Linked DNA regions of Mus musculus: regions 1, 2, 3, 4 and 6 are each linked to region 5. A link is a contact called in public Hi-C, HiChIP or PLAC-seq and promoter capture Hi-C data. All regions are on one chromosome and are shown on one strand. The core of a region is the stretch at or near the end of the contact, and the rest is flanking DNA. Distances in the headings are between cores, read along the strand shown. Region 1 holds the start of Mmachc (methylmalonic aciduria cblC type, with homocystinuria). Region 2 holds the start of Mutyh (mutY DNA glycosylase). Region 3 holds the start of Akr1a1 (aldo-keto reductase family 1, member A1 (aldehyde reductase)). Region 4 holds the start of Rnf220 (ring finger protein 220). Region 5 holds the start of Ptch2 (patched 2). Region 6 holds the start of Nasp (nuclear autoantigenic sperm protein (histone-binding)).

Evidence for each region. A called contact is a pair of places that touch in the nucleus more often than the background predicts. HiChIP or PLAC-seq counts read pairs in DNA pulled down with a chosen protein or histone mark. Capture Hi-C pulls out chosen DNA fragments and counts their contacts.
Region 1: a contact with region 5 is called in a promoter capture Hi-C map of adipose tissue. The contact joins the promoter of Mmachc here to the promoter of Ptch2 in region 5. A contact is called at or near these places in 3 of 39 promoter capture datasets (hippocampal neurons and liver), 1 of 115 datasets of contacts at active chromatin or transcription factors (embryonic stem cells) and 4 of 9 other capture datasets (adipose tissue, liver, macrophages and 1 more).
Region 2: an H3K4me3 HiChIP or PLAC-seq map of bone marrow-derived macrophages shows a contact between it and region 5, with 4 times the contacts expected there. The contact joins the promoter of Mutyh here to the promoter of Ptch2 in region 5. A contact is called at or near these places in 24 of 39 promoter capture datasets (the 3T3-L1 cell line, 3T3-L1-derived adipocytes, the C10 cell line and 15 more), 1 of 484 Hi-C or Micro-C datasets (embryonic stem cells), 19 of 115 datasets of contacts at active chromatin or transcription factors (the 230-238 cell line, the SCID.adh cell line, T-cell acute lymphoblastic leukemia and 12 more) and 4 of 9 other capture datasets (adipose tissue, liver, macrophages and 1 more).
Region 3: a contact with region 5 is called in a promoter capture Hi-C map of adipose tissue. The contact joins the promoter of Akr1a1 here to the promoter of Ptch2 in region 5. A contact is called at or near these places in 1 of 39 promoter capture datasets (hematopoietic stem and progenitor cells) and 1 of 9 other capture datasets (adipose tissue).
Region 4: a promoter capture Hi-C map of pancreatic islet shows a contact between it and region 5. The contact joins the promoter of Rnf220 here to the promoter of Ptch2 in region 5. A contact is called at or near these places in 2 of 9 other capture datasets (adipose tissue and pancreatic islet).
Region 6: a Hi-C map of liver shows a contact between it and region 5, with 2.1 times the contacts expected there. The contact joins the promoter of Nasp here to the promoter of Ptch2 in region 5. A contact is called at or near these places in 1 of 39 promoter capture datasets (cranial neural crest) and 1 of 484 Hi-C or Micro-C datasets (liver).

The regions. Positions count from the first base shown.
Region 1 is chr4:116,706,520-116,710,859 of GRCm38.p6, forward strand. Mmachc (methylmalonic aciduria cblC type, with homocystinuria) reads right to left here and starts at 1,866. Exons shown (of 4, transcript NM_025962.3): 1 at 1,719-1,866. The coding sequence starts at 1,799. Ccdc163 (coiled-coil domain containing 163) reads left to right here and starts at 2,076. Exons shown (of 10, transcript NM_026714.3): 1 at 2,076-2,575; 2 at 2,721-2,754; 3 at 2,919-3,100; 4 at 3,205-3,286; 5 at 3,582-3,765. The coding sequence starts at 2,498.
Region 2 is chr4:116,806,417-116,810,624 of GRCm38.p6, forward strand. Mutyh (mutY DNA glycosylase) reads left to right here and starts at 1,318. Exons shown (of 16, transcript NM_133250.2): 1 at 1,318-1,355. It overlaps Toe1 (target of EGR1, member 1 (nuclear)), which reads right to left and starts at 1,143. Exons shown (of 8, transcript NM_026654.2): 1 at 1,052-1,143; 2 at 201-343; 3 at 70-110. The coding sequence starts at 1,103.
Region 3 is chr4:116,649,925-116,654,762 of GRCm38.p6, forward strand. Akr1a1 (aldo-keto reductase family 1, member A1 (aldehyde reductase)) reads right to left here and starts at 1,750. Exons shown (of 9, transcript NM_021473.3): 1 at 1,415-1,750.
Region 4 is chr4:117,495,498-117,499,820 of GRCm38.p6, forward strand. Rnf220 (ring finger protein 220) reads right to left here and starts at 1,555. Exons shown (of 15, transcript NM_025739.3): 1 at 1,186-1,555. It overlaps Gm12827 (a long non-coding RNA gene), which reads left to right and starts at 240. Exons shown (of 5, transcript XR_868034.2): 1 at 240-1,231.
Region 5 is chr4:117,094,339-117,099,015 of GRCm38.p6, forward strand. Ptch2 (patched 2) reads left to right here and starts at 1,718. Exons shown (of 22, transcript NM_008958.3): 1 at 1,718-2,089; 2 at 2,509-2,701. The coding sequence starts at 2,018. RefSeq lists enhancers at 814-2,512, 1,353-1,811, 1,374-1,873, 3,837-4,428.
Region 6 is chr4:116,626,546-116,630,841 of GRCm38.p6, forward strand. Nasp (nuclear autoantigenic sperm protein (histone-binding)) reads right to left here and starts at 1,406. Exons shown (of 16, transcript NM_016777.3): 1 at 1,345-1,406; 2 at 787-884. The coding sequence starts at 845.

The DNA.
Region 1 (4,340 bases), core at 616-3,115, 390 kb before region 5:
GGCCTGGCCTTACATATCAACTTAAAAACTATGGCACCAACTTGGTGAAGATGAGGAGTCATTTAACCCTTAAAAGAATAAAGTGACCAATAATTGCATTACTAAGATCTGGTTGCGCTGTAGAGAATGGATTGGAGCCAAGATGGCAGCAAGGAGATTATAATAATTCATATGTGAGAAGTGTTCTGGGATATAGGATAGGTTGGTGGGCTAAAAACAACAACCTGTGTTTGGAAGATTCAGGTGATATTCATGGTGGCTGTTGGATATAGGACTGGAAAGGTGAGTAGCAAGACCTTAGGAGACAGGCGGGGCTAACTCTGCTCAGTATAATAGTTCCTATTATCCAGACTAGACACACACAAGTTTAAAATAAGATGGGGTCTCACTATAGCTCTGGCTGACCTGGAGCTTGCTATGTATATCAGGCTGGTCTGGAAGACTCGGCCTCCTGAGTGCTGGGGTCAAAGGCTTCAGCCACCATGCCTCACATTCACATAGGCACTTCTATTCTTTCCCATATCTGCCTTCCATCACTACCTTCCATCACTGCCTCCAAATTCTGACTTTTAAAAAAAGATTTAGTTACTTATTTTATGTATGTGAGTACACTGTAGCTGTCTTCAGACACACCAGAAGAGGGCATCAGATCCCATTACAGATGGTTGTGAGCCACCATGTGGATGCTGGGATTTGAACTCAGAATCTCTGGAAGAGCAGTCAGTGCTCTTAACTGCTGAGCTCTCTTTCCAGTCCCAATCTGACTCTAGAATGTACATAATTCTCCTCTCCTTTCAATCCATCTTTTCATATACATTTCTCTGTTTTTGTGCTGGTGACTGAGATTTGCAAATGCTAAGCCAGCACTCTAGCTAGCTAGCCATCCACCTATCAGATAAATTTCTGATAGATGGATAGATAGATATACATCTCACTTAGTTTTATAGCCTCAGCTTTCAATTTTGTTTTTGCCTCATTACTAGGAATTGAACCCAAGACCTCAAGCATGGCTTTCAAACTAGACTTAACTTCTCAATAGTATCTTCTTACAAGTCTTCCCCTGGAAAGCTCAATGGCCTAGGAATCTTAAGATAGGCCAAAGGACACAGGCGGATTTTAGTTTGTGTCTTAAACATAATTTTGTTCACTCAGCACTGTGGGAGGAAAGTGTGGAATAGGGCGGGGCTGGGTGGGGTGGAGAGGGACTGTGGTTACAGAGACTTCTGTACCAGGCGAGCGTGAGGAATTTCTATGCTCAGTCCCGTATTGATGGCAAGCAACACCATGAATTAGCCTTCTGTTGGCTGGCCGAACAAACTAGCCAATTGTCTCTTGTTCAACATTAGGAATACTCTTCTCTCTTCATCTGATCGAGTACACTGTCACACCAACCTTCCAAGTTTTGACCTCTTCTAATTCCTTTGGAAGAATCTGATGATCCCGCCCACACCGGGAGACCGTTTTCTGGTAAATTATAATGATGACAGGTTAGGGGATCTTGGGCTGTATCCCATTCATTTGTTTGACATCATAAAGACATAAAAGGGCAAACATGTGTTTCTCTACGTTTTTTAATCAAGCCCCATTTTACAACACGACCTGGTCATCAGATGGCTGCAGTAGGTTGAGAGGATCAGAAGGGCTCACCGGCCTTCACACTTTTGGCACCAAGGCCAATCCTAGAGCTCACCCTAGGACCACAGGGAAGACAAACCAACCTGGAAGGGATAAACTTCGAAGCCAAAAGGACACAAGGTGTCCTCAATCTTCTGCTTCAGCTCTGCGACTCGCGGCTCCATAACGCACGCTGAACGCTGAGCTTGCTGGGAAATGGAGTCTCATAGCTAACTTAGGCTTGTATGCGTCCATCAGGGCTGGACTACATTTCCCAAGAAGTAAAGGAATAGTAACGGACTCAACTGACTCTGCACGGTGCATCTTGGTACACGTAGTTACTTTTGTCCTTGTAGCCCAAACATAACCGAGTCTGGAAGACTCCGTGTCCCGACGAGCTTCACGGGAGGTGTGAGTGTGAACGCACAGGGCACGTATTTCCAGGGAAACGTATTTCCGCCCTCTATTGCCTGTGGTCTCCGCAAGAAGCGGACTCAGTTTCCCGGGTGGCGCTGCGGCACCGGTACTTAAAATCTCATTCTCCGCCTACCAGAGTTTGAACTCTTGAGCGGCACTTGTCACTTGTCTCAGTGGTGATAGCGTCCTTGATTTGTGGAGGTCTCAACCAAAATTCGGTTCATTCTACCCTCTCGATATTATTCTGTTTTCTTCCCCCCTCCCCGACCCCCCACTTTTCAAAGTACTCTGTTCCGTAGTTCTAGATTCACAGTATTGCTATCGCACTGTTTCTGTAGCCCTAATATATTCCCACTTTCCTTATTTCCATCTAACTCTGTGGCTTGTCCTGGGCTGGCCCGCGGGTATCTGAGTGTGGAAGAGCAAGAACAGGGAAAGTTAGAGACGCAATTTCAAGTGCTCCAGGATGAACAGGAGCCCTAGCTGGTCTGATCAGCTTCATGCGGTTCTCAGTTCAACTGATGAAAATATGGCCCGGATTAAGGTAAGAGGGGGACCTCTGGGATCCCCATCTAACCCCTCCCATTGGGAGGCTAGGCTAGGGCTTAGTAAAGGGCACTGAGAGCTCACTGGCTTGTTGAACTGTTTGCTGGTTTTTTTTTTTTTTTTTTTTTTTTTTTTTTTTGTAGCAGAGTTTGTATCCCTTTCGAGTTTCCTCTACAGGTAAGTATTGTCTTTTCTCCCAGCCCTTTGTCTTCTCAGAGCCTCCTTTCTTTCAGTGCCTGCCTGTACAGCTCACAGTTCTGTACAAATCCCAGCTACTTCCTGTCCTCTGATTTCCTACACAGACAGACCCTGCTCTTGTCCCTTCCCTATTCCCACAATAGGGGACCTGGCTGACACCTGGACTTCTCATCGCTTACCTCCTCAGCCAGAGGCCCAAGCTCAACAGCCTTGGGCTCTAAAGACTCCCACTCTTGGAGAGAGACTGAGCTGTACTGAAGCCCACAGCTCCTCTCTCTGGGATGAAGTTACTAAACTCCGATCCCAGCTTCAGGCTCAGGCTCAGGTGAGGTATTAGGGGTATGTACGTGGTGATAATGTGAGACGAGAATATTAGGAGTTGGGACAATGACTTAGAAAGGAATGTCTGGGTTTTCTCTGCTTGGGTAGGTGACTGAGGCGCTGAAGCATTCTGTACAGAGCCTGTTGAAGGATCGGGAGCAACATATGTTCAAGATCAGTGCTCTAGAAGGTATTGGGCCAATTCTTTTCTATGTATGGCACACAGAGTTTTAAAATGGAAACCAAGAGTTTTGCACATGCTAATGATCTGTGCTCTACCACTGATGTACATACAGCTTTCGAGTTTTGCACATGCTAATGATCTGTGCTCTACCGCTGATGTACATACAGCTTTCGGTTGTGGGGCTTAGCCTTTTAGTGAATGGGTGAGCTTCTCTCCCTCCAGCCCTACACAGCTTTACCTATGTGTCATTTGCTCTCATGTGAGTCTCTTAGAGCCACTGACCTTACTTTCCCCTCTACAGCATCACTAAAACTGCTGCAGGAGGGCCCCAAAGGGAGAGCCCTTCTGGAGCAATGCCTGGAAGGGCTGAAAAAGGAACTGCAGGGCCTTCGGAGTCAGGTTCAAGAGCTAGTCCAAAACCAAATGAAAGCAAGACCAGGAAAGTTGGGTCCTGCCAGTGGCTTTCACCAAGAGCTGCAGAGTGAGTAAGTGATGGGCAAGGCTTCACCCTTTTGGTTGTTTGTTTAAGATGTGCTTCTTGGGGGCTGGAGAAATGGCTTAGAGGTTAAGAGCACTGACTGCTCTTCAAGAGGTTCTGAGTTCAATTCCCAGCAACCACGGGTTGGCCCACATCTGATGACCTCTTCTGGCCTGCAGGCATACATGTTGTATATATAATAAATAAAAATTTTTTAAAAATGTGCTTCACTCTTCCTCTACTCCTTCTCCTCCTCTTCTTCTTCCCCTTACCCCTTTCTCTCCACATGTTTCTGGCAGGCCTCTCCTCTCCTCTTTCTCTGTTCTCTCTCTCTCTCCCTCTCCCCCTTTCCAACTCCCCTTCTGTGCCCTGAATAAACTCTATTCTATACTATTTTTTAAAAAATGTGCTTCTTGGTGTCACACAGTTTTAGTTCTCGTGCTCAGAAGGCAGAGATGGCCGGTCTCTATGAGTTTGAGACTAGCCTGCTCTACATATTGAGCTATAGGCCATCCAGGGTTAAAAAGATCTTTTTTCAGAAAACAAAAAGGACACACAAAAAAGTGTTTTAGGTGTATGAAT
Region 2 (4,208 bases), core at 68-2,567, 290 kb before region 5:
GTCCCTAGCTTCTGGGTTGAGACCTACATATTTGTTAGAGCTGGGATCACAGGCAAGGCTTATACTTACTGGTTCAGCAAACTCTTCCTATCCCCGAGCCCACTCAGCTCCTATGGGTGGGTAAAGGAAGTGTGGTTATTTTCCACACCCATCACCAAACACTTCACAGCCACCTGCCCTCCCTTCCTCCCACTCCTCACCGTGTCCACAGCCACAAAGCTAGCTGTCTTTAAGGCTAGCAAGAGTGATGGCCATATCTCCTTGAAGTTGTCACTCTGCACGTCTACCACAGGAACCCGAACCACAAACTCCTCTGCAGGTTGTGTGTTTTTGTTGACACCACCTGGGGATAAGGGCGTTGATGGATTTAGATGGTTTCACAAGGTCCCTGTGGAGCAAACACCAAGCTAGATGTGGGCAAAGGGGTGCCCACTGACAAGCTTTCACTTAAAGATTTTACATCTACCAGCTCTAAACACAAGCTCTGAAATGGGCAGTGCCCTAAATTTGGAAAAAGGGCATCTGTGTCTTTTAGTGCCTTTATGTGGGACTGGGAAATCATTTCTTTTTTGCATCATGATCAGGAGAAAAGTGGACTAGATAACCTTTGAGGATTCTTTATCCTCCAGCCTGTAATCCCAGGACTAGGGAGCATTAGGCTGAAGGACCACGAGTTCAAGGCTAGCCTACAGAGCATGCTCCTATCTCAAACACAAACCGATCCCATAAAGCCACATATACATGATGCCTCAACAGCTACCGGAGTGCTCCAAAGTTAAACCCAAGCTCCACTTACTGTGGACGACTACGCACTCTGGTATTACCGACTGACAACCACCGGCTCCGTCCAAAACACACCACCCATCCCACCTCACTGCTCCACTCTACAACAGTTCGGGTTTTGCAGTTGCACGCGCTGCACACTGGGAGTTGTAGTCTAAGATAGCTGAGGCAAGAAGAACTACAGGCCTGTCTCCGAGCTACCGGGCCGAGGCTTTTCCCTCCCCAGGACCCCTTAGGCTTCTGTGGCCATCCCTGGGGAGCCGCTCACCGTCAGAGGGCGTTGGAACTGGAGGCACATCATCGTCACTGTCCGCGGCCATGACGCCCCTCGCCAGCCTTCTGGAGGTACGCAGAGACTTCCGCTTCGTCTCCAGAAGCGACACGGATCTAGGATGGGGCGGGGTCTCGGCGTCTGGGTCCCGTAGGGTCAACTTCCGTTCCGAGTGGTCGGGCGGGGTGCGGAGCGTGGGCCTTGCGCGCGCTGAGTGTCTATTGGCTGGACGGTCCTACTGACCGAAGCCACGCCCCCTTCGGGGTTTCTTGGGAGCGGCCGGTCGGAGACTGCGCAGGAGGTAATCTGTGCTTTCATTTGTGGTGGCGGGAACGTGGAATCTTAAAATTACAGCCGATCGTTTCACTTACACAAACTCAGGGTTGGCATGGGCAGCGCAGGCTTCTCGGCGCTGGGTTGGGGAAAGAATGCCTCCTGCGCTGAGCTAAAGCAAGCCTAGGAGTTCGGGAGAGAGGGGTGCACGGCCGAGTAAAGGGGTCCTGAGCATGGACACAAGTCCAGAAAGATAAGGAAGTGAGAGGGAAGCGTTCTACAGGACACAGGTAGATAAGTGGTAAAATGACCAGGAACGTTTTAAAGATAATTCACCCAAGTATTAATGTGCACTTGAGTTAAGGTTTTGGTAGGTCTTAATTTGACCTGTAGGTGGTAACAATGTCGGAATTCAGTCCCATCCTAGGAAGTGTTCTCTAGCTCCACCGACCTAGATTTCTCCTTATCTTAAAAGATAAAAGGCTTCAAACTTATCTTTAAAAATTCAGGCTGGGTGGGATGGTGCCTGACAATAATCTCATCCTTCAGGAGGCAGAGGCAGGCGGATCTCTGAGTTCAAGGCCAGCCTGGTGTACTGAGTGAGCTCCAGGGCTGCACAGAGAAACTCTCGTCTCTATAAAACAAAACAAAAAGCAATCTCCACACCTGGAGTGCTGGGTTATAGGTGTGCACAACCACTCTAGTTTGACTTTTTTTTTTTTTTTTTTTTTTGGTTTTTCGAGACAGGGTTTCTCTGTATAGTCCTGGCTGTCCTGGAACTCACTTTGTAGACCAGGCTGGCCTCAAACTCAGAAATCCACCTGCCTCTGCCTCCTGAGTGCTGGGATTAAAGGCGTGCGCCACCACGCCCGGCTAGTTTGACTTTTTAAAAAAGATTTGTAGTGGGCGATGGTGGCGCACGCCTTTAGCCCCAGCACTTTGGGAGGCAGAGGCAGGCGGATTAGGTGGGTTTCTGAGTTCGAGGCCAGCCTGGTCTACAAAGTGAGTTCCAGGACAGCCAGAACTACACAGAGAAACCCGTCTCCAAAAAACAAAAACAAAAAAGGTTTGTTACTATTTTTAATTCCGTGTATGATTTCTGCGTGGGTCCGTGTGTGTGAGTGCAGTCGGATCCCACCCTCCAACACAGATCTCACAGCCCTCTAATCCCCCTGGCCGTAGCCTAGGGCTGATATCACAGCTGGTTTATGAGCAGTCCAATATGGATGCTATGATCAAAACTCATGAGCCCCCACTGTGCAGCCACGTGGGATCCGGGATTGAACCCAGGACTTCATGTTCCCTAGACAGTCACTAACTGACCAACATCTCCACTCAAAAGTTGTGGGATTTTTTTTAACTTTTACTTTGTTTGTTTAATATATATGACTGCTTTCCTGTATATGTGCACAGGGTCCCTGTGTCCGTGTTTATTTGATATATATGAGTATTTTCTTGAATATATGTATGTGCACAGGGAGGGTCCCTGGTGCCCATGAGGCTAGAAGAAGGTGTTGGATCACCTGAAACTGGAGTTTCAGATGATTATGAGGTGCTGGAAATCCAACTAATTATCACTAACCACTGAACTATCTTCTCAACTCCCAGGCTTGTGGTTGGTTGGTTTATTTGTTTGAGATGAAACCAGAGTTCATAGTCATCCAGCTTAGCTTCCAAAATGCTGTTTCATTTAAAGTAGAATAAGAAGACATTGACCAAAAGAATCAAAAGTAAATTTGACATTACACTTGCTATAAAAGCTACAATGGAGAATGCCAGGTATGGTGGTGACAAAAGCCATGAACCTTAGCACTAGGGAGGCAGAGTTCCAGGCCAGCCAAGGCTGCATAGTGAGAGCCTGTGGCAAAATAAAGTAAAATAAGATTAAGTTAGGCAGTTGGAGCATAGTGAAAGGATGAGACTCTGGCCTCTGGATATCAAAGCACCTTGCATACTGGGTTGGACTGGAAGGAATGAAGCTTAGCCGGGCTGGTGGGTTAGCAGGATCTCAGCCTGTGCGTGTGGAAGAAACAGCCCTCTCCTGGAGACAGGCTTCAGTGAAACTGCTCTCCTCTATTGGGGGTAACAAGAGCTATATAAACCTTGGGGACTGAGTAGGGCTTTTCAGGCTGGGTGTGCATCATTGGCGGGTGCTGAGATGCTGGGAATGCACGAAGAGCAATTCTGGGTGCTTGCCTGATGTTTCCTTAGAGGAAGAGAAGTTTAGCTTGTAATTCGGGCACCAGGCTACCCTCAAGGGTGGTGGGGGTAGGGGTCATAAGGCTTCATGCTCTGGGATATGCAGGCCCAGAACAAGGAGGAAAGGAGCCCCACTCCTGCCAGGGTTTGCACGCTCCTTGACCTCACTCTTGCACTGGTCTGGCTCACCAAGTAGCTCACCCAATGGCTCCCCACCAAACAAGAACCTAGGGCACTGATCCATAGATCTTCACAGTGATACCAAGACGAGTTTGTCTAAGAGCCAGTAGTGTGACCTGAAAGTCCTCCCCCTCCCCAAGCTACTTTGTGACTACCCAACCTGTCCACCTCCTCTCACCTGAGTCCTACCTTCCATCCCCTCTCCCATGCATTACAACACACTAGATTGCTTGCAATGCCACAGACCTGCTGCCAGTCTCTTCAGGGCTCCTCCACTGTCTCATTTGTTCGTTTAAGACAGGGTCTCTCACTTTGTAGCCCTGGCTAGACTGGAACTTACTGTGTAGACCAGGCTGGTCTGGAACTCATACCTATCTGCTTGTCTCTGCCTTCCAAGTGCCCGCATTAAAGAAGTACCACCATGCCCACCAAGTCTCTAAAATATTTTAATCATTTCCTTTCTGTTTTGTGAGATAGGGTTCTCTGTATAGCTCTGGCTGCC
Region 3 (4,838 bases), core at 500-2,999, 440 kb before region 5:
GTTCGAGGCCAGCCTGGTCTACAAAGTGAGTTTCAGGACAGCCAGGGCTACACAGAGAAACCCTGTCTCGAAAAAACAAAACAAAAACAACAAAACAAAAACAACAACAACAAAAGGGTTTCCCCCACAAGCCAGGGTCATTTATCTGAACCCTTTACCATGCGCACACAGAAGTTAATTGAGGGGAGACCTTGAATACTGGGGCTTTTCTTTTGGATTTGGTTTGGGTTTTTTCCCCAGATATGGTCTCATGTAGCCCAGGATGGTCTTGAACTGTCTGTAGCCAAGAATGGAATTGAACTCATGATCCCCCTGCGTCTCCCTTCCAAATTGGCTTTATAGGCAGGAGATACCATGCCATGCTAGCTGGACAGCTTAGCTTGCTGGAGAAGCACCTGAGGAAGTCACTGACTTCGGTATCTTCAATCCATCTTGGAAAACCAAAGAAAAGTCATGTATCTATGTGTGTCAAGGGGCTGGGGGACAATCCCAAGGCCTTACACACGCCAATTCTACCTCTGACCTACACCTGTTAGTATTTTACTAACTTTGAGCAAGTACTAAAAAAAAAAAAATCTGGGTTGGAGGTGTAGTTCAGTTGGTAAAGGGCTTGTCCGGGGCGGAGTTTGACTCTAGTTCCAGGGAATATGTCCCTTTCTTATGACCTCCATGGGCACCAGGCACCCACAAGGTACACATACTTACATAGCAGACAAAACATTAATTTTTAGCAAAAATTCTTCAAAGAGACTCTGTCTCCAAAACTACCTATAAATAATAACCAATTCTGCCGGGCAGGAAAGATTCATACTGGAATTAAACCTGTATCGCTGCTGAAGTGCAACCTGGGAAAAGTTAACAGGCCTGATCAGAAGCTGAGCAGGTCCTGCGGTCCTACGAAAAGTCTAAACAGTAGAGTCCATTAATGGTAGGCTCGGTAATGTGAAGATTCAAGTATTTTCACTTTAAAAGGCTCCGTAGCGACAGGAGATGTTCAAATTTTCTCAAACCTAAGGCAGAGGCTTGAGCAAGCTAATCTCTCCCCACTTCCGCCACTTCCTAGGAATATCCCTGTACCGCCATTAGGAAAGGCAGAGCGCCTAGAAATTTCGAGCAGATGACCAAACAAAGAGATGGCAAAAGCACGAGATATGCACCAGACACATTCAAAGGTTTATCCCAGTCCTCCCTACAGCACTAATGATTTCCTTGCTCATTCCAACTCTGAGGAAACCGAGGTCCAGAAACACGTTATCTGAGAACAGAATAGGAGGAAGTGCTCAAACGCGAAACTAAATCGCATCCCTCGACGTGCTGGCGCCATTCGCTCAATCCTGGCCCTGACCTGTGGTACTGAAGGACCCTCGCCTTTAACTCAGGAGAAAAAGACGAGTCAGCAGCAGGAAGAACTCACCTTGGCAGTGAGCACAGGCTGTGGAAAAGACAAAGTGGCCCGAATTCAGCTCTGCACTCCAGTACTGAGGCAACAGGGCCCGACTTAAGTCCGGCGGAGAAGCGGCAGCCCCACCCCAGGGAGGAGCGAGGGCCCGGCTCCCAGAACTACGCGCAGGACGGAGGAGACCCCCACTGTCCTGCGAAGTAGAAGAGGGAGTAGAAGCCAAAGCTGGGACTTTGCACATTCCTCCCCTGGGAACCTCTCACTCCACCACGAACGTCTGGAAGGGCCGGGGTCCCGAAACTGTGCATGCGCACAAGCTACGTGGACAGTCTTGGGTGGCTGGCCGCGCCCACAACCGGCCCACAGTGCACCGCGCAGGCACCTCTCTAGGCATAGATTCTTATACTTTCTGAAGAGATCCTCTATGATACCTAGGGGGTCCTTCTGGCCGCCTGTCTTTCTTTCTCTAAAGTGAATTTGTCGGAATCCCCGAGCGGGCCTGATACAAAGTTTGACCAAAAAATACAGAAAATCTTGCCTCTGCAAACCCCATTTTAGAAAGTTACTGATCTTTCACTCAGTACCTTGCACTTTAGCCCTGTGCAAAAGACTTCATAAATATGAGCTGGGGCCGTATAGCTAAATTAATACAGTGCTTGCTTAACATAAAGTTCTGGGTTCAAAATCCCAGCACGGCATAAAATTGAGTCGTTATCCCAGCACTTGGGAGGTGGAAGCAAGGAGAATCAGAAGATTCAGTTTTTCTTGCCTCCTATACATTGACTTTGAGGCCAGCCTGAGATTTATGATCCCCTATCTAAAAGGAAAACATTTGAAGATGGAGAGAAGGGGTGCCGCTTTTTCAGAGAACCCAAGTTCAGTACCAGCATTCATGTCAGGAGGTTCTCAACCACCTGTAACCCCAGCTCCAGGGGATTTAATACTCTCTTCTGACTTCCATGAGCACCCACATAAAGGTGGGGTGTGTGTGTTTCCCAGGGATAGCTTATAAAGGGAAAAAACACAATGGGCTCCTAAGTGGGTGAAGGAGGGCTATAGAGCGGTCGGCCCCTCTCCAAGTTTTTTTAGTAGTTTGAACTTAACAGTTCAAGCTGCCCTGTTATATCTTGCTTGGCTGAGTGAAGGCTGCATTTGGGAAATTTCCAATCATAATCATCGTCATCCTCAGAATATATGGTCAATTTGATCTCTGAGTCAAATTGTGTGTGTGTGTGTATGTGTGTGTGTGTGTTTACAATCAAAGTGCAATATGTTTTGTGTCAACAATATGGAGTGGCCAACAGAAATGAAACAAAAGAATTACAGCCAAGCTCGAGGTGACTTTAAGCTAGGGAACGGGCTTCAACATGGGGACCAGCCTTCATCAGTCTCACTACTCTGACTGTCCTGGAACTCACTATTGTAGACCAGGTTGGCCTCCAAATCATAGTAATCTGTCTGGCTCTGACTCCCAAATGCTAAAATTAAAGACGTGCACTCAGCTCTTTTTCTTTTCTTTTTAAAAAATTATTTTATTACCAGGTGGTGGTGATACATGCCATTAATCCTAGCAATCAGGAGAAGAGGCAAGCAGATCTCCAAATTCAAGGCCAGCCTGTTCTACAGAGTGCAACCCTGTCTCAAAAAAACAAAAACAAAAATTTATTTTTACTTGTATGTGTGTGTGCCCGAGTATATGTCTGTTTACCACATGCAGGCAGGAGCTTAAGGAGGTGAGAAATGACCTAGACCTGCAGGTCATTCTTCAGTGACAGGGTCCTGAGAGAGAGGACCGGGAGATCAGAAGATAAGCAGAAAGGTAAAGTTTCAGATGGGGAGGTCTTTCACAAACCATGTCTGTTAAGAAGCACAGCATCTTATATATTATTTCCAGGGGAGAAATTGAACACAGCAGCAAGTGTCATACAATGGAACTAAATCAGGGGAACGCTAATAAAACAATGTTGATTAAGGGGAACACAGGGTATCTCAAAAACATTACACGCTAAGCTCTCCGCAGCCTTTGGACTGATAACTAAAGTCCCATTTGGTGGGAAGATTTGGGTTCTCAGGATCTGAAGCAGTAGCTCCCCCAAGGCCCTGGCTTCCGGCCATCACTGGCCTTGCCAAGCATATTCCTGGTTATGAGAAGGAACTGTGCTACATACAGCGGGGGCAAAAGAATAGAAGCTGCAGCAGAGGTATTTCTATAAGAGCTGTCAGGTAGTGTTTCAATGCCAGGGAAGATCTGCTGTTTAGATCTTACTGGGTGGGATGCCTCTACACAGTCACGTGTGAATTATTAGATGGTCATATCATTTTTTTTTTTTGCCAAGAAATAGGTTTTTCAGAATAGATATCTGTTTTAGGGATGTACAAGACAAACATTGCTCTCTCTCTCCCCCCCCCTCTCTCTTTCTCTCTCTCTCTCTTTCTCTCTCTCTGTGTAACTTTTGATAGTCTGGCCCTGTTTATTTATTATTTATTATCTACACTGGTACAGGATAAATAGCAGCCAGGACTTGTTGAAGTTAACTCTTTCTGGTTCTGTCAGAGTCAGCAGTGGCTCTACTCTGAGCCTAACCTACTCTGCAGCAAAGCAGCCTTCTTCCAAGGTTACACTAGTTCAGCACAGCCATACTTCCCAGAGCAGTGTCCATAGATACGTCCAATGTGTCACTCTATCATAGGAAACGCAATCAGAAGCCAGGTATGGTGAATTATGATCCCAACATTGGATAAAGTCTGAGGCAGGAGAATTGACCTGAGTTTAAGGCCTCTCTGGGCTACAAATCATTCAGGCCAACCTGAACTAGAGTAAAACCCTGCCTCAAAACATAAGTAAATTTAGATCCTAATATTGTATTGGAATTTAGACTCCTTCAAATACATCTTACCATCAAGAGACACGTACTATATTTCCCTTTGAGGAGGGGTCCCTGCAGATGTCAAAAAGGAAATTGAACTTCTCAAAGAGATAAGAATGAAAACAAGGCACAGGTTGACTTCATCAACCTGGATCAGACTTTGGGGAATCTAATGCCAAGTGATTCACTGTCACAGATTTAAAAGCCAGTACAGCTTGGGAAAAGGTTTCCAGGTGACAATCAGTCCAGTCACAGGTGCACAATAAAGCATAAGATGTAACTACAAGCCAGGCGTGGTGGCACACGCCTTTAATCCCAGCACTCGGGAGGCAGAGGCAGGCGGATTTCTGTGTTCGAGGCCAGCTTGGTCTACAAAGCGAGTTCCAGGACAGCCAGGGCTATACAGAGAACCCTGTCTTGAAAACAAAACAAAACAAAAAAAGATGTAACTACATAGAAACACCTTTATAGCCAGGCTGTGGTGGCACACACCTTTAATCCCAGCACTTGGGAGACAGAGGCAGGTGGATTTCTGAGTTCGAGGCTAGCCTGGTCTACAAAGTGAGTTCCAG
Region 4 (4,323 bases), core at 305-2,804, 400 kb after region 5:
GGTGGCTGGGACGGGCTCCGCCGGGCGGAGGAGGTCGCTCGGCCCCGAGTGACGAGCGCGGCGGCGGTGGCCGCAGGACTGCAGCAACCGGCGTGCTCGCTGAAAAGTTTTGCTCTCAAGTCGGAAGAAGAGAAATTGTTACTCAGTTTAAGGCAGGTAGAAGATGTAAAAAAAAAAAAAAAAAAAAAAAAAAAAAAAAAAAAAAAAAAAAAAAGAAAAAAGAAAAGAAAAGAAAAGAAAAAAAGAAAAAGAAAAAACACCACACACACAAAAAGCAAGCTCGTGATTTTACAAGATCGTCCTCCCACCTCGCTCCTTATAATCGCTGGAAGAGGGGATCCCGCCCCCCCACCCCCAATCCCAGGAGACCGGCACGGAACGCGTTACTCTAAGGCCGGCCAGTCCAACCCAGTGGAGCTGGGAGTTTACCGGTTACAGATAGCACGGTTCACCTCAGTGGCAGCACCTGCCTTCATCCTGCAGGCGGAGGTTTTCCCCATCCCACCCCCACCGCACCCCCCGGCTCTCCTTCTCCATCCTTCACACCCGTCCTCGTCAGGAAAAAGTAAGCCGAGCCTCTGGGGACCCCAAGGCTCCGGAGCCTGCGGGGTACCCCACCGGGTCGGCAATGTGTTGTGCGGCTGGGATCGTTTCTCAACAGATCGCCCCTTTCCTATCCCGCCCGCCGCCTGAGAGTCCCCACTGAGTAACACTCAGACCGGGCCCGCGGAAATCACAGCGGGGTGCACCGGGAAGCCGGGCAGGAGAGCTTACTCGCGGTCGACCCAAACAAAGTGGAAATGGGGCTTATAAAAAGATGGAGAAGTCCTGCTCCCTTCCCCTGGCTATCCCCCTCGCCCTCCCTACTTGTCCAATTCCAGCGTCTGGTCCCTCCCCCTTGCACCCCCCAAATAAAACACATTAAGGAAAACTCAAGACGGAAAGTTTGAGTGAGGCAGCGCACTGAGCGCGCCGGGCACCGACAGCCAAGGAGGCTCGGTCGCCAAGATCTAAGACGCGGCAGTGCAGGTCCCAGTCCCTGTCCCTGTCGCAGGGGAGCCGCCCGAATCCCTGGGAGACCAACCCCGAAAGTTAGCCAGGTTCCTCAGCAACCCGGCCACCCTCGCGCCCACCCCTCTTGTGTACGCACACGCATCCACACCCCTTTCTGGGCTCCGTACTTGCCGTGGAAATTCCTGGGGAGAACGATCGCACTTTTCAGGACACCAAGGTAAGAAGACGGAGAGTGTGGTGCATGAAAAGTCCCGGGTGCGCAGAGCCGGCGGGGGCAGCGGCGGCGGTGGTGGCGGCAGCGGCAGCAGCAGCAGCAGCAGGCGGCTGGCCCCGGGTTTGTGCTCGCGAGCTGCCTGGGATTGCATGTACAGATCAAGAGACTCTGTTGGTGTGAGAGAAGAGCAGTGCTGCCTCTCAGCGCTGGCTCTAATCAGTGAATGAGCCTCCACTCTCCCAGGGACTCGGAGGCGCACACACACGCGCGCGCGCACACACACACTCACACACACATGCACGCACACATTCTCTCACACTCACACACATACAGGCACTCTGAGCACTGAATACATTAGGGTACTAAGGGACTCTGGGAAATGGAGTCCAGACCCCGGGCACTCCGGGAGAGCAGCCCTGGCTGCCCTCACTAGAGGGCTGGATGGTCTTAGGTGGCCCGCCCAAGTGGAAACTAGAGAGGTCTTTTGCCTTTGTTTACATCTCTCCTCCTTTCCCTTCGGAGAAATCTGACTGACCGCGATTCTTTTTTGAACTAAAGTGACCAAGGGGAAATGGCTAAATCTTTTAAGCCTGACGTCAGGGCTGCTCGCTGACCACCAAACCTTGGCTCCAACATAAAACTCTACCCTTTCCCCCCCACCCCCCGCCCCCGAAAGATCCTACCTGCTGTGTAGTGCTTCGAATGTTTAGTGCTTTGAATATTACTTTGGGTCTTTGCCTATAAAAATAAAATTGTAAGTGAATATGAATAAAACTGACATTTAGACAGAGAGGAAAAGGGGCCTAGTTTAACACCCAGATTTGTGAATAAAAATTTCCCTGGTGTCACTGATGTTTATAATATAGTTCTTTCTCTTCAAATTGTTAATTCATGAGGTATAAAAAGATATATTGGGGAAATAGAGAATTAACATTATTGAGAACCTTCTAAGACCCAAGCTATGAGTCCAAATGTCATTCCACAATCTCATTTAGCCCTTTAATTCTGGAGATAATATTTCTAGTTTTTAAAAAGAAGAAACTGAGGCTGGGTTTTGTGACTTACTTCTAGGTACACAGCTAACAGGGAAGGCAGGTAGGCCCCGCTGAGAAGGCAAAGCCCAGCTGAAAGCTAATCCTGGCCTCTGAAGTAATTCCTTTGTTTTGTGGCTTGGTTTCTAAAAAGTCAGGTTTCTCATCTGGAAAAAATTTCTCTTCCCTAGGATACATGAGGATAATCCATCCTGCGAAGAACCTCCCAGGATTATAGTCTAAACCAGAATGAGACCAATATTCCATTCTGATGTGACTTTTTCGTCCCTTTTTCTCATGTTTAACATGTGCTTAAGTTTGTATAGAACTGGGCTCTGTGGTTGATGCCTGTAATCCCAGCACCCAGGAGGCAGATGCAGGAGGACTGCTGAAAGTCCCAGCACAGCCTGGTCTACACAGGGAGTTCTAGGCCAGCCAGGGCTAGGAGTGAGACTCTCAACAAAAGGTACTAGCTAAGTTCCTGTGTGGTGATTACACTTAAAATGTTTAATTAGCAGCTCTTTAAATGAGCAGCTAATAGGCTCACCTAGACTTCTGTGACCATGACTACCTCCATTCACAGGATTCAATTGGCTTAGGGACTTCTAAGCCTCTAGCCATACCAGTCATGCATTGGCACTATTGTTAATTAGACTGCTCTTTTCTGTTGAGTTATAAACGTTATGTGGGCAAGAACTATGCTTGATTTTTTTTTCAAGAGAATCATCTAAGTATCTGACAATGTCAGTATATAGGAGTATTAAAAATGAACAGATACAAGCCAGGCAGTAAAGGCTCTCACCTTTAGCCAGACAGGAGACAGAAGCTGTCAGATCTCTATGAGTTCTAGGTCAGCCTGGAGTACAGGGAGAGTTCCCAGGACAGCCAGAACTATATAGAGAAACTGTCTCAAGAACAAACAAACCAAAACAAATATGCCTTGAATGTGCAAGGCCATGGCTTAGATTAAAACAACAACAACAACAACCAATGACAACAAAACCAAACCAACACCCCCACCACCCCCAAATCCCACAGAACTCCTGTCCCTAAAGAACTAACCATCTAGTCAGGGACCAAAAGAACAGGTTAGAAATCAATGTAGCCACTGCTGTAATTAGGGTGACCATATATCTGTTGACCTGAGAAAAGTTTAATCATAAATGGGCCACTATTACTAATTATGTTGGGGTGACTAGTGAACAGAGGTTATCCTGGGCTGCATGTTGAGATGTCGAACACAAAATACTTCATCCATTAATTTAGCATGTATTTATTGAGCCCTGCCCTGCAGTATGCTGAAAGGACCAGGAGCCCCTTGCATTCCCTGGTAATTGAAATATGAGGCATTCAGCCCCAAGAGATAAGCAGAAGTGAGTCACAGCACAATAGCAAAGCTTTGTGTGCTAACCTGAGGAGAGTGGACCTCATCCCAGAGACACGAGAAACCCTGAGGTGTCCAACACGGTAGTCGTCAGAGGGTGAGCAGCCTGGAGGTAAGACGGCAGACATGGAGACTAGTTGAAAAGTCTGTGGCAGGTGACAGTTGAGAACGCCCCACAGGGGCAGTAGCTGTGTAGACTCTAAAGGCAGATTCAGCCAGACTGAACCGTGTTACCTCGGAAGATGAAAACAGATCCTTGTGGTGGGTTCTCATACTTACATCGCAGGATACTGTTCCTCCTGAGAGACTGCTTTCATTTATTGAGGCAGGATTTTACACTGTAGCCCAGGCTAGCCTGATCTAACTTGTGACCCCCCTGCTTCAGCCTCTCAGATTCCGGGATTGCTGACAAGCACTACCAACCCAGCTTTGTTCTCTGTAATTTGTTGGTTTGTTTTTTTCCAGACAGTGTTTCTTATTGTATAACCTAAGATACTATGAAATTCACTCTGTAGATCAGGCTGCCCTCAAACTCACAGAGATCCTCCTGCCTCTGCCTCCTGAATAGAGAGGGATTAGTAGCCTGTGCCACAGCCTCCAGCTCCTTCAGATCAATTTGTAAAGTTCCTCTAAGAGCCAGGTCACATCTTATGAGTGGACAACCTGTAAGAAGCTCCGTT
Region 5 (4,677 bases), core at 468-2,967:
TATTACCTTTACTTATATGTATATGCCGGAGAGTCTGTATATGACGCATGTGTGTGTGTGTGTGTGTGTGTGTGTGTGTGTGTGTGTGTGTGTGTGTGTGTGTATACACTTGCTCTCAGAGGCCAGGTGTTGAATCCCCTGGAGCTGGAGTTACAGGTAGCTGTGAACTCTCCTTTGTGGATGCTGGAAGCCAAACCCAGGTCCTCTGCAAAAACAAAAGGTGGCCTTAACTGCTGAGCTATCTCTCCAGGCCCAAGGCTTCCATTCCTGCCCAGGTGCCTCTTAGCCACAGAGTAGCAGTGTTGTAGACAGACACATTCATTCCTCCTTAACTGCCCACCCCTTAAACCAACTGGGGAACCCTTAGGATTAAGCCCTGGAGCTGATGATGTTAATTTGCACAAGTTTGGCAGTATGTAGCAAGGCCAAAACCATATTCATGCTTTTTGACCCAAACAACCCCATTTCTGGGAATCTGTCCTGAGGACATTCTGCAAATGATTGATGAGAGGACTGTGTAGTAATATAAAATATTTATGATATAATGATTAAGAAGTCTGGAAGAATTGAGCAAGAGGCTAGCCAGATGTGATAGCAGTATCAGAACAACAGATTTATTGAAGTCTTTTTTTTCCCCCAAAAAACGTATTTTGTTTCTGAGGCAGAATCTTTCTAGGTAGCCCTGGCTGTTCCAGAATTCTCTATGTAGACCATGCTGAGACCTGGAACTCACAAGAGATGGGCCTGCCACTGCCCGGCTCCTTTCCCAAATGTTCTGTATGAGGAGTCAGACTTTTACCCTCAGATGACCGATCAGAGTTTAACAGTCAGGAGCACAGAAATAGCACAGTCACTTGGAAAAGCAACATGTTTCCCAATGTTGTACATAAATTATGTCATCACAAATACAATTATCAGACAGGCTGGGCAATACAGGACTGTTATAGTCCCTTAACTTGACAGACACAACCAGGATAAGGAGTTGAAGGCCAAGCTGAACTACTTAAGACCATGTCTCACAAAAAAAAGTTAAAATAAAAATTTAAAAATACAATACACAAACTGAATGTTAATAAGAACCACAAAGAAAAAAGCAATTATCTGCCAAGGCTTCCAAAAGTTTAGGCTGACTGATTCAAGTTCAGGCTTAAAAGTTATCTGCCAAGACAAAGGGGCCCCAACATGTACAAAGGCAAGAACATGTGAACTTAGGAAATTACTGAGGGCAATTCGGGACTGGAAGGCAACTGAGTGGGTGTGAGGCACTTAGAGGAAAAAAAAAAGCTTTAGTTGGATGGTGCAGGGCTTTGGGCTTTGGTGCAGCCGTGGGATTTGCATTTTAGAGCTGAGTCTGGCCTGCTTGGAAAGAGTGGAAAGGAGGTCCTTAGGGTTGCGCTGGGTCGGGAAGAAAGGGTGGCCCAAAGGGGACCAGCAGACTCCCTTTCTCAACATCCTGACTTACACTTGGCCAACGACTAGCGCCTCCAGGATCACCCTCCCTTCTCCTCTCCTTAGGGCCCCGCGGGCGGGCTGGGGAGCCCGGGAGGCGAGGCAAAGGGGTGGCCCTGCCTGGGTGGTCTCCTGCCCCGCCCCCTGCGGCGCCGTTACCTAGCAACGGATCCGGCTGCAAGGCAGCGGGTAATTTGCCGCCCCCTTAGCCAATGGGAGGGCGTCACCCCGGCCCGCTCCTTTTTTTCTGAGCCTCCTGGTGCTTCCCGAGATCCACAGTCGCCACCTTTAGCTGTGAGGTGCTTCGCAGCCAGTCGGGTCCACCCACACGCGGAGCCCTCTTTGGACCACAGCCCACAGATCCAGCGGGGCTTGGGGCCACCACCCCGCACCGCCGCTGCGGGCTGCTCCTGTGCATCTTTACGCGCGCCTCACCCAGGACCGTATGGCCGTTCACGGCAGCTAGGAATCCTCAGGTGAAGCCGGGCGGCACAAGGCGCCAAGCTAGCCTATGGCAGCGCTCAGATAACGCAGGTTGGGGGCGCTCGCGCCCCCCATCCTCACCAGCATGGTTCGGCCACTGTCCCTTGGAGAGCTACCTCCCAGCTACACACCTCCAGCTCGGTCCTCCGCACCTCATGTGAGTAGAGGGGCTGGGTTTGTAACTTAAACGTCGCTTGAACATCTGTAGGGCTAGAAGTCTAGTGTTACTGGATCTGTGTTTGAAGACAAGCGAGAGCCAGCAAGTGATTTGTTAGTTTATTTCCTATTATCTGGTCAGTGAAAATAGTTATGTCTGTGGGTTCACCTCTTTGCCTAGCTGACAACGAGTGTGTGTGTTCACGACTCATAACCTTCTAAAAATGGGCATTTTCAGGTGTGCTTATGGAGAAGGCACAGGGAAAGAGAGTTAAATCTTCCACATTTGAAACCTTTATCTGTAGCTGTTTCCTGCCCTGCATCCAGAAGTCAGGAAACTGGGACTTGACCGGGAGAAAAGGGAAAGCTCCTCCATTGTTGTGCTGACAGCTGGCTGACCTCCTCCTCTCTCTATCCCAGATCCTAGCTGGGAGCCTGCAGGCTCCTCTCTGGCTTCGAGCTTACTTCCAAGGTCTACTCTTCTCCCTGGGGTGCAGGATCCAGAAACACTGCGGCAAAGTGCTCTTCCTGGGACTGGTGGCCTTTGGGGCTCTGGCACTGGGTCTCCGAGTGGCTGTAATTGAGACAGACCTAGAACAGCTCTGGGTAGAAGGTGAGTTACTGGAGCTGGCCGTAGCTGCTTTGGTCAAGGATCGAGAGGGCCATCTCCTGTTCAGAGCCTGTGTATCTGGGTGTGTTGCAGAAAGCCTACCTCTCTCCCAATCTCCCTCAGTGCTGTGGATGAAGCCCAGGGCATTGTGCAAGCTAGGCAAGTCTTTACCATCAACTGTCTCACACCTATCTCTCTCACCCATAAATGGACAACTCTAGATGGTAGCCTCTTATGAATAAGCTTGTGGAATATTCATCTTTGATTATGTGTCTGCTTATTTAGCGTTTATAGCTAGGTTTCTTTTAACTGTACATCAGAGTTTACAAATGGAACAAGATGTATTTTTCAATAGCCAAAGGAAGTAAAATGTGTGTGGGGGTAAGTTCTAAACAAAACAAAGCCAAGTGGTATTGTGTTGTATAAGAGAAGGCAGGGAGAGACGGCTCTGACCTGCAAACTCAGATTAGCACTGTGATTCTAACTACTCAAGGGGCTGAGGCAAGAGAAATACTTTCAGTCTAAGAATTTAACAATAGCCTGTGTCAGAGAGAGAGAGAGAGAGAGGGACAGACGGACAGATGGAAGAGAGGGAGGGAGGGAGGGAGGAAGGAAGGAAGGAAGGAAGGAAGGAAGGAAGGAAGGAAGGAAGGAAGATCAGTGGGATGTAGCTGGGTGGCATGGCAGACTGCCTGTCGAGCATGCTGTGGTGGGGGAGAGAGATGGAGGAGGAGCAAGAAGAAAAAGAAAAGTTAGTGCTTGGTGGCAGCAGTGGTGGTGCACAGCTTTAATGTTTAACCTCAGTGCTTGGGATCTGGAGGCAGGTGGGGCCAGCCTGGTCTACAGAGAATTCCAGGATCTGGAGGCAGGTGGGGCCAGCCTGGTCTACAGAGAATTCCAGGACAGCCAGAGCTGCATGAAAATACTCTCTCTCGAAAAACCAAAAAGAAAGATTGGAAGGAAGGAAGGGGGAAAGGGGAAAACAAGAAATAATAAGAAAAGAATTGTTAGGTGTAAAAGAAAAGAAAACCTTGAACGAGCCATCTGACCAGGCTTCTGAGTAGACACCCAGGGACCTGCAGCCATTTAATGAAGAATGAGCATAGACTTTGAGGCAAAAGTCAGGGTCAAATGAGACCAAATCCTCACGTCCTAGTGGAAGGATTACACAACTCATAATTTCAGCATGCCTCTCTTCTTTCCTGGTGCCTGGTTTCATGTGGCTGCTATTTGACAAAGGCAAATTCAACTGTGTTCTTCCCTGGGAAATCTGCATTTGTGGGCTCCCCAGACCTCCCTAGCCCTGGCCCAGACCCAAGGCAGGCCCCAGGTCGCAGCCTCACACCCTGGAGTTATTTCAAATGCTGGCAAGTCCTAGGATACAGAGCAGATGTTTCTTGGAGCCTTCCTACATCATAGGCTCCCACACCCCATCTCCACCCTACCCCCAGCCCTCTGCAGACTCTTAGCGTTCACACTCTTAAGACAGCCCTAGGGTCCAGAGCAGATGTTTCTCCCTGCCTGCCAGTCTGCCCCCAGCATCAGGACACACATGTGCGCACACGCATATATGCATGCCCCCACACAAACCACTGCTGCTTGGGTGGTCCCAAATAACTTCTGAATATCCTGCCACAATAGAGTGAGTCTCCCTCCCAGGCCCTGCCTTTCCTCTCTCTGCATTCCCCGGATCTTCCCCAATTAAACACTGCTTGGATGTCTACATTTGCTCATCCCTCTCCGGCCCCCCTGGCTAGTCCCTGCAGTTATGAGAAATGTATTATAAGAGGGTAGCAGTTGGTCTCTTTGAGATAGGAATTCCCTGTGTCACCTCAGCGACCTTGACCTTGGGTCCTCCTGCAGTGGACCCCTTTGTGTTGAGATTAGTAAGACCACAGTCTCACTGGTCTTTTCTCTATAGCTGAGGAGTTAGTTGATGGAGTTGAGAGCTGAAGAGACATTTTTGCTTCCTGTTTTGC
Region 6 (4,296 bases), core at 156-2,655, 470 kb before region 5:
ACACTACGCAAGTAAAGTGTCCCTTGAAGCAACAAAATCCCCGTCCCACATACCGAAAACCTAACGAATCAAGACACTTCTCCGCAAAGGTTAAGAGTTACAAAGCTTCAGTCCCGTAGCCACCCTCAAGATTACTGTAAACCTGGTAGTGAGTATATAATAAAATTCATTGCGCCCCACCGACCCGGCAAAAGCAGCATCCACTCCAAACAATGGAGTTTTCCCGCCTCCTACAGGCCCCGCCCACTCCTAAGAGCCAAAACTACGACGATCAGCGTGCAAAGCCCCGCCCTCTGAGAGGCCCCACCCACCCGCGTCCCCTGTTCCAAGCCTCCATCCTCGTGTGGGTTTTTTTTTTTTTTTTTTTTTTTTGGCGCCAAATCTGTTGGCCAATTTCTCGGTACGTCTACAGACTCTCTACAGAGACGCACCCTAGGAGTGCGCGATCAGGAGGGGCTCAAGGACCGACTGGAGCCGGGCCCCGCCTACCTACCGGCAACCTCGGGCAAGGGGTGGAAAAAAGGGGCCGGCGATGGAGCCAGCCACCGCTGCCCCCGGCAAGATGGCGGCCGTGAAAAGCCGGGCAGGGGGCGCCAGCCACCCGCCGTTACCGCTGGCGCGCCAGCTCTTCGCAAGTAGGGCTTCTCCACAGAGCAACCCTCTCCGCACGGCCGCCGTTGTTCCGGGGAAGGCAGCTGTCCCACCCACCAGCCCGTCCCGCCCGGGAAGCCAAGTCCCCGGACTCTCCCTGAGGACTGGCCTCAAGCTCGCCACAGTCCCGCTTACTTGTCAGCGGAAACCAGCTCCGCGGCGATGGCAGCAGCGGCTGTAGACTCTGTGGCCATCGTTCCCCTGAGGTGGTGGGCCAGTGGGCAGAACACTGCCTGCGAAGAAAACCAGAGAATTCCGGACAGCAGAGACTCACTCAGGTAGAGAAAATGGCAGATTGGAGACCCCGCGCGGTTGAGGCCCTCTTATATACCAGGTCCCTTGTCCCGCCCATCCACTTCCGGATCCTCCCCCCTCGGATTTAAAGGACTAGGACTCAACACCTTTCTGTCACAAGGACACAGCCCTGTATCCCTTCCCGTTTGGGTATCTTCCCGCCCTAGCCCGTTTTTCCTTAAAAAAAGAAAAAAAGAAAAAGAAAGTAAGATAGAAAGGAAAAAGAAAACAAAAATCAAACAATTTCCTGCTTCTGTGGCTAGTCGTGATAGAAGCAAAATCTCAGTACTACAACTTCTGAATGGGAGCCAGCCTAGAGATTCCACAATTAAGTGGAGCCAGTGAGTCTCTGCGACTGTGGAAAAAGTAGTCCCGAAGGTGTCTTTCTGACGGGGATACCCGAGAAGGTGACAGGTATTCCCTATGTCCTCTCAGTCTTAACGGATGGAAACGCAAGAGCTGAGCACGAGTACAGCAGCAACGGCTAGAACTGACCAGACAGACGCGTGGCTCTGGGCCTCAGCAACTACTGACGAAACAAGATGCTGCTCTAGGATTGGCTACAGATAAAACTATCGCGCTTGATTCAAAACTCTTAGAGGGGCAAAGGGATGCGGGTGTTTAGATCCACCGCCTTTGACTGATCCAATCCGTTGCTGCCATCATCTTACTTTACCCACGTCCAAGTTGTTAAGTTAAATCCTGTACTTAAAACACTTTAAATATTTTAGCTGTCTCTCTTTTTTTTTCTTTCATATATATTAGGTAGGGACTTACAGTCTATCCCTGGCTAGCCTGAAACTTGCTATTTAGACCCACTGATCTCTAACCCACAGACATCTGCCTGCCTGTGATTGCGAGGGCTGGGATTACAGGTGAGCAGCACCACACACGCCTTCTTTTACAACCTTTTGTAACTCCAGTTCAAGGGCATTCAATCAATGCCTTCCTGTGACCACCAGAGCCACTAGGCACACACATGGTACACATTTATGTATGCAGATACACTCATACACATTAAATAAAAGTAAATGTGGCTGGAAAATTCGCTAGGAGGTTAGGAGCACTTGTTATTCTTGCAAAGGATCCTGTTTCAATTCCCAGCACCCACAAGGCGCCTCACCACTTCGTTAAGCTCCAGGCATGCATATGGTGCACAGACATGGATGTAGGTAAAGCATTTATTCACACAAAATGAAAAAAAAAAAAAAGAACTAAAAATGGATAAATAGAAATAAGTGGGTTCCTTTAAAAAATAACTTGGGGGGGGCTGGTGAGATGGCTCAGTGGGTAAGAGCACCCGACTGCTCTTCCAAAGGTCTGAAGTTCAAATCCCAGCAACCACATGGTGGCTCACAACCATCTGTAACAAGATCTGACGCCCTCTTCTGGAGTGTCTGAAGACAGCTACAGTGTACTTACATATAATAAATAAATAAATCTTAAAAAAAAAATAACTTGGGTATGATGGCACACACCTTTATAATTTATTTAGTTGTATTTCATGTACATTGGTATCTTGTCTGCATGTATGTCTGTGTAAGGGTGTCTGAACCCTTGGAACAAGAACTACAGATAGTTTGTTCCTCTCCAAGAATAGCCAGTGCTCTTTAACCGGTGAGCCATCTCTCCAGTCCTAGCACACACCTTTAATCTCAGCACTCAGGAGGCAGACTGGTCTCCCTGGATTTGAACCCAGAATGTTTTACAGAGCTAGTTCTAAGACAGCACACCTGTTTCAGCACTCCAAAGGCAGAAGCTGTTGAGGCAACCTAATCTATGTAAGGAATTCCAACACAGCCAAGGCTTCATAGTGAGATCTTGTTTCCAAAAAAAAAAAAAAATTTTGTCCGGCAGTGGTGGCACATGCCTTTAGTCCCAGCACTTGGGAGTTCGAAGCCAGCCTGGTCTACAGAGTGAGTTCCAGGACAGCCAGGGCCACACAGAGAAACCCCTGTCTCAGAAAAACAAAACAAAACAACAACAACAAAAAAAAACCCACAAACTTTGATCTTTTAAATTATGTATACAAATATAGATTTGTGATTGTGAGTTGAAATAGAGGTAAGAGAAATTGATTCCCCTAGAGCTGGGATTACAGGTAGTTGTGAACCTTTAGATATAAGTGCTAGGAACCAAACTCCAGTCCTTCGGAAGTTACAAGTGTTCTTAACTGATGACCCACCTTTCCAGCAACTGGTGTTACATGTTTTAGTTAACTGCCAGATCTTTAATTTTCCTTTGAGATTTGTTTGTTTGTTAATGTTAAATAGGATGAGATATTTGAGTCACGAATTTAACAAAAAATTAAGGCAGGGCAGTGGTGGCACATGCCTTTAGTCCTAGTATTTGGGAGACAGGAGGATCATTGAGTTCAAGGCCAGCCTAGTCTAAAGAGCAAGTTCCTGGGGGCTGGTGAGATGGCTCAGTGGCTAAGAGCACCCGACTGCTCCTCCGAAGGTCCGGAGTTCAAATCCCAGCAACCACATGGTGGCTCACAACCATCCGTAAGGAGATCTGACTCCCTCTTCTGGAGTGTTTGAAGACAGCTACAGTGTACTTACATATAATTAATTAATAAATAAATAAATAAATAAATAAATAAAAAAGAGCAAGTTCCCAGGACAGCTAGGGCTACACAGAGAAATGCTGTCCAAAAAAAAAAAAAAAAAAAAACCCAACAACATTTAATTGACTTTTTAAAAAAAAATATTTATTTATTTTATGTATATGAGTACACTGTAATTGTCTTCAGCCACACCAGAAGAGGGCATAAGATCCCATTACAGGGCTGGTGAGATGGCTCAGTGGGTAAGAGCACCCAACTGCTCTTCCGAAGGTCTGGAGTTCAAATCCCAGCAACCACATGGTGACTCACAACCATCTGTAACAAGATCTGACGCCCTCTTCTGGAGTGTCTGAAGACAGCTACAGTGTACTTACATATAATAAATAAATAAATCTTAAAAAAAAAAAAAAAGATCCCATTACAGACCAGGACAGAGGACCTGAATTTAATCCCTTGATCCCATGAAATGTCAAGGGAGAACAGCCAAGAATTGTCCTCTGACTTCCATACCATTTTACCACTGAGCTCCATCTCTGCCCTGACTTGCTTTGTTTTAATTCCTTAATACAAGAGGAAGCTGTAGAATCATTTAGAACCACAAGCTAGGAATAAGGGAATAGCTCAATGGTAGAATACTTGTATTGTTTGCTCAGAACTTGGGTTTAATGCCCCGCACCACAAAGAAAAACAAAGCAACCCAGGTATAGTTACAGAAATGAATTGGAGGAGTAAAAAGAGGGTAGAGAAAGACATAGGAGCCCAAGCTGTTCTAGACTCAGGAA